2 separate regions of the Ovis aries genome follow, and region 1 is linked to region 2. A link is a contact called in public Hi-C data. All regions are on one chromosome and are shown on one strand. The core of a region is the stretch at or near the end of the contact, and the rest is flanking DNA. Distances in the headings are between cores, read along the strand shown.

Region 1 (2,878 bases), core at 351-2,850, 170 kb before region 2:
TAGAAACAAATTAGACTAATGTTGGCCTACTGCTGAAGCTGGCCTAAGTGATTCACTAGGTAAAATGCTAGAGGGAACAAACCTGCTCCAGAAACCAAACTATACTTAAGGTGACAACACCCCATCCAATTCAGCAACTGTCATGACCTTAGAATGACACCTGAAGGAATGAATTTGTCTTTGTTTCCTGAGCACCCATAATACTATCTTTTGACAGTGCAAGATTTCACGCAGCATTAAAATGTTACAAGCACAGCTGCTGTGACTTCTCTAGACGAGAGAGAGGGGGGGGAAAAACCTGACTCCAAAATCAGAGGTCACCGAATAGCTAAAAATGATAGTTCTTTGGCTTCTGAGCAGGATACACAGATGGGGGATGATCTCCCAGTAGTATTTTTTACACAACAAAGCACAATAATCGATCCCAGATAGGCAAAAATTTACTGTGGCCCGTTTCCCTTGAAAGCTAGTTGTGAAATTTCTATTTCCTGATTTTGACGTGTAATATACAGAAGGAAATGCAGAAATACAATTTTTACAGAGCTCTGCTGCCTCAAGATAGGGTCACATGAGGTACTTCGATGGGCAGTCTGGGGAATACAAACACGTCTAAAGCATCGTCTACCTTCTCCCAATTAAGATGGGATGACAAACACGGAAACACGTGCCCAGCTTACGTCATGGAACGGAAAGGGGTGGCGTCCTGCTGCGTCACGTCGACGTCATACGGCGCACGAGGGAAGTACACAGGGGAAGTAATTTCTCCAAGGGGCAGCATTCAGGAAAAACAATCAGCTCGAACCCAAAGAATGACCACCCCGCTCTAAAAGGGGACAACTTCTCCCAAATTGTATGATCCCCTAATCAGGCAGGAAAAAGCAAAGAGTCTTGAGCTTAATCAGGAACCAGGGGGCGGGCTAGGTGTGGAGACAGGTCAGCCTCTGGCCTTGGGGGCTCGTTCTTGAGGGGACTAGCGTGACGGGAATGAGTAGGGCATCTTTGGGACAGGGGCCTTCTCTATAGGAAGAGAAGGAGAGCCCTGGGCATATGTAAAACCACGGTCCTCATAGCCACCTGTGCAACTCGGGATCCAACCTCCCCGCACCAGCCCCAGTCCAGGTACCTGGAACTTAAGTCGGATCGGTAACCGGCGACTACGTGGGGTACAGGTTACCCGAGCGCGCCCCCGACCGACGCACCAACCTGCGCGCGCACCGCGGGCCGGATGCGTGCGCGTCCCCGGACGTCCCGCCCCGCCCCGCCCCCTCGGCGGCCCTGGAGCTGGGCGGCGTGCGCGTCCCCGGCCGCGCCAGGCCTGGCGCTCGGAAGGGCGTCCCCCGAGTGCCTGAAAGTTCCTACCTCCGCGCCTACCTCGTGCGTGGCGAGCTGCGCGGAGTCTGGAACTCGTAGGATGGCTCTACTACGAGAGACTGTGCAGGAAGACAATTTCTGGAAAAACTGGGGGCAGTTGGTGCATGGGGTTATTTCGGGCATCCAGGTGGGCGACCCACCCGGGCGTCCGGAAGGCCCGCGTCGTTAGGGAACGTGTGAGCGGCGTCTCTGGTTACGGGGTGGGGCAAAGGTTAAAGGGCAGCCTCCAGGTTGGACACTGCCGACTTTGAGCAATGGCCGCGTCTGGGGACTCTGGGAGGCAGTGGCAGGAGGAGGTGGCGGAGGCGGCGGCGGCGGTGGTGGTGGTGGGCTCCTGCATGACCGACCTGGTCAGGTTAGTTCGGGACCAGCGCGCAGAGGCTGCGCCTCCAGCGCTCTCTTCTCTCTGCCTTGGAACTAGGGCTTTGGGGATGGAGTGTTGACTTTGGATGTGAGCTACTCAGTCTGTAAAGAATCTGCCCGCAGTGCGGGAGACCCGGATTCGATCCCTGGACCGGGAAGATTCCCCACGAGAAGGGAATGGCTACCCACTCCAGTATTCTTGCCTGGAGAATTCCATGGACAGAGGAGCCTGGCGAGCTACATTCTATGGGGGCACAAAAGACTCGGACACAACTGAGCGACTAACCCACAGATTTCCCCAGCCCGCCTCGCGTGCCTCCATAGGGTAGAAGAGGGAAGTTTGAGTTTGTAAAGGTCATTGTCAGATGAGGGAACATAAAGGCCAGCCTGTAGTGACAGCTCTCGTTTAACTAGCAGCGCCTCTAGAGATCTGGTCCTGTTTTCTTGACTAGGCTGCTAAACCTATTTCCTGGCTAGCCGAGTGACTTTGGCCAAGTCATTTTACCTCCGAGAATGTGCCCACTTAACACGGTTGTTTTGCACACTAAATGGAGAAAACTGTTTTGAGCTGTAATACTATCCAGGTTGGGTATTATACGTGTGAATGTGTAGAAAATGGGTGGAGCCTAAGACAAAATTTTAGGCGGTCATCTTTCACCATATTGATTGTCAGCTTGCTTGCATATCATATTTACAGATTATTTTTCAGTATTAGAGTAACCATAGGTTACCTGTGGCAAGCCAAATGTGAATCAAATTAAAAATCCAGTATATACAACCATTTTAAAGTCATTGAATAAACAAAATATGCTAGATGAAAATAGCTGAGTTAGGGCAGTGAGACTGAATGGAGAGATCGTTCCAAGATATCTTTTTTTTAATGAAATCGCCTTTTTGATTGTAAAAGTAATGTATGTTTATTTTAAAGAAAAAAAATGTTCCAAGAAAATCCTACCATTTAGATTGCTTGAGTTTAATTTTTTGGTGAGTGGCTTTTCAGATATACTGCTGTTTTTATATTATAAAAATAAAAAATGATCACACTACAGTAAGACCTTATCTGTCCTGACACCTTGCCTTTTCAAAGGACAGCTGAGAACCTGGAAATAAAAAGACCTTGGGACTAGCAAAATTAGTCACCAAA
Region 2 (3,044 bases), core at 253-2,752:
ACTCTGGAACATTTAAGAGATGAGCCAAAAAATCACAGAAAAATGGTTTGCTCTGGGAGTTAAGGGGCGGGGCAGCCAGGGTGGGAGACGGGGTTCCAGCCAGCTCTGGGGCAGAGTTTTGGCTTGGCCTCTGCTATTTTTTTCCTTCCTGCCCTTGGGAACCAAAGGGACTCCAGTGGTATTTCCTGCCTCGGTTTCTCCAGGACTATCACATGACTAGACTCAACTGTAAGATCCCTGGTTCCCATCTCCACCCTCATCAGCTTCATCCCAAACCACAGCTTTCCCCCCACTGAGTTCAAGCCACAGCTTGATCCCCTTGACCAGCCCAGGGATGGAGCTGCTGGGCCCAGCACCTGGATTGCTCTGTACCCTCTGCCTGCAGGGATCTCTTTCTTCCTGCTTGTGAAAGCTTGCTTATCTTTCTAAACCCAGCTGAGATGTCACTGCCTCAAAAACCTTGAACTGATTCCCCAGGTGGACTTCCAGCTACTTTTCAAGTTTTAAAAAGCCCAACCAGGATAAACAGGATAGCAAAAATGCTGAATCTCTTTGCTTTTGTGTGACTAGATACTCAGTGTCATAATGTTATTATCTTGTGTTGATCAGAAGCACTTATTTGCAGTTACATAAATGTCTGATTACAAAAAACTTGGAAATGAACACCTTACAAATGCAGTTTGTTTGGCTGACAAGATAATTCTTTTAAATATTAATTAAGTTCAGGGTAGCAGAAGAGATTGGTGTGTGTGTGTGTGTGTTAGTCACTCAGTCGTGTCTGACTCTTTTCAACCCCATGGACTATAGCCCACCAGGCTTCTCCATCGTGGAATTCTCCAGGCGAAAATACTGGAACGGGTTGCGTTTCCTTTCTCCAGGAGGTCTTCCCGATGCAGGGATCAAACCTGGGTCTCCTATATTGCAGGTAGACTTTTACTGTCTGAGCCACCAGAGAAGATGGTAAGGACAACAACAGCAATCTCCATGGTGAGAAGGTGAGTCTAAGGTCCTGTGTAGCCTTTTGATACACACAGCTGTTTCATTTCCCCAAAAGGCCTGGTACACAGTAGATGCTCAGAAAGTATTCACTGGATACTGTACGTGAAGGTGCAGGGTATATAAGGATGATGACACTGGGGTCACTGAAGCCTCTGTCAACTCTAGTGGCTGCCCCTTGGGGACCAGATGAATAACCAGTCCAGGAGCTGTCCTAGCCTCAGGGACAGCTAACTGCCAATCCTTAGGGTTCACCCAAGTAGCGCTGAGATTGCTTAGAACCCGGGGACAAGGCTGTGTATTCTCGACCCCTCCGGGGAGTAGGGCAACAGCCTGGATTCCGATGCCCATTGCAGCCACCTTTGCCCCTCTGCTCCAGGCAGCTCCCCAAGAAGCAGAGTCTGGCCAATTATGGGAGGTGCTGTTCTCCTTCACTTCCAGCATTAGCTTAGACCTTAAAAATCGCAGCCTGGCGCCTGCTCTTCTCATGACAAGGAAAACAGGAGATGTCAGAAGCCTCCTTAGGTATCTGGGAGAGAACAGCTCCTTCTGCTCCCTCCCCTCCTTGTATGAGGTCATTGAATCAGGATGACAAAGCAAACAGTGACGTGTTGGGACTTGTTCCCGGATTGATTCCAGGGTTTCTCCAGCCCCTCCTTCCTCCTCCTCCTCAGAATGGCAGGCCCAGGTGTGAACAACAAGCAGAACTGGACTCAGTCCTTGGGATCTGGGAAGCGGATGCTAGTTGAGGGGCCCCCTCTGTGGTGGTAAAGAGGAGGTCCCAGGGAGAGCCGGGTGCAAGTGGGAATCGTGATACAGCACCACTGGACACTTTCCAGACTTCACTGTGCTTTCCTTTGTTCTCATTTGAGTTAAGGAGGGCAAGAATTCTTCTCTGACTTTACAGATGAGAAAACCAAGACTTGTTTAAGGTCAGCAACTTAGGGCTTCATGGCTTAAGGGTCACAGAGCCAAATATGAGATAGTTTTGTGACTACAGCATCTTCCCACCTCATCACAGTTCTTTTTTAAAAAATGTATTTATTTGGCTGCGCCAGGTCTTAGTTGCTGCATGTGGGATCTTCAGTCTTCATTGCAGCAGGCAGAATCTTTTAGCTGAGGCATGTGGGATCTTAGTTGTAGTCTGGGATCTAGTTCCCTGACCGGGGATCAAACCTGGACCCCCTGCCCTGGGAGCGCAGTCTTAGCTACTGGACCACCAGGGAAGTCCCACCATAGTTCCTTGAATTTCACTCCTTGGTATACCTGTTTCATTCCACCATATTGTTACTTAATGTTCTTCTTTAAATAAACTCACCTTAAAAGTTGACCTCATTCTATGCAACATTACATACGTGTATGTATGTATAAATAATGCATGTATTTATATTCACAACTGCTAAAATTAAACATGTTCGTTCTCCTCCCCCAAAGTCAACTTTCATAATGCCAGCGATGCTGGTGCACACTTTGAGAAACTGTCCAACTGTCCTCCGCCCTCCCTGCATTACTAATGATGGATTGTCACAGGCTGGCAGCCAAGTGGCTGCCTTTGTTGAAATGTTCAGCCAGTAGGATCACTCAGGGCCACCACTGTCGTTGTTAGGGCTGTGCCTCCAAATCACAGAATTACTAAAACAGAGGGGATAAGAGACGTCATAGAATCCAACTCCTAAGGGACAGAGTCTTATACAGCACACCCATTCACAGTCCTAAAGGTTAAGGGAGCAGCACACAGAGACAAAAAGACAAATGAGCTGGAGTCTTTGCTCGAGAAACTCACAAACCTTACAAACATAAACAACTGAAAACTAAAAGGAATAAGCAAAGAATCTGGAATTATGGTTCCACCATGAACTTGGCATGCCTTTGAGCGAGTTGCTTCATTTTCTGAGCCTCAGTTTCCTTAGACAAAAGGTGATAATAGCTCCTCTTTTTACCTTTAAGACAGATAGCAGCAGCAGCAAACTCCTCCATAGAATATTTGCATTAAGACTGGAGAATGACTTTCTCCAGGTTAAACAAAGCACCAGAAATAACAGGCTGGG

The links. A called contact is a pair of places that touch in the nucleus more often than the background predicts.
Region 1: a Hi-C map of liver shows a contact between it and region 2, with 2.6 times the contacts expected there. The contact joins the promoter of RBKS here to the enhancer-like site in region 2. A contact is called at or near these places in 6 of 16 Hi-C or Micro-C datasets (hypothalamus, liver, muscle and 3 more).

The regions. Positions count from the first base shown.
Region 1 is chr3:34,888,460-34,891,337 of ARS-UI_Ramb_v3.0, reverse strand. It overlaps RBKS (ribokinase), which reads left to right and starts at 1,600. Exons shown (of 8, transcript XM_027966632.3): 1 at 1,600-1,726. The coding sequence starts at 1,626. The region is part of intron 1 of BABAM2 (BRISC and BRCA1 A complex member 2); the gene reads right to left.
Region 2 is chr3:34,716,684-34,719,727 of ARS-UI_Ramb_v3.0, reverse strand. All of the region lies in intron 13 of SLC4A1AP (solute carrier family 4 member 1 adaptor protein), which reads right to left. Among named protein-coding and RNA genes, the nearest start is that of SLC4A1AP, 31 kb to the right of the region's middle. Within about 2 kb of position 1,502, at least 19 of the 54 cell types and tissues checked have an H3K27ac peak or open chromatin away from gene starts, as enhancers often do. A contact at or near this core is called in liver and tail adipose tissue, where this site is marked.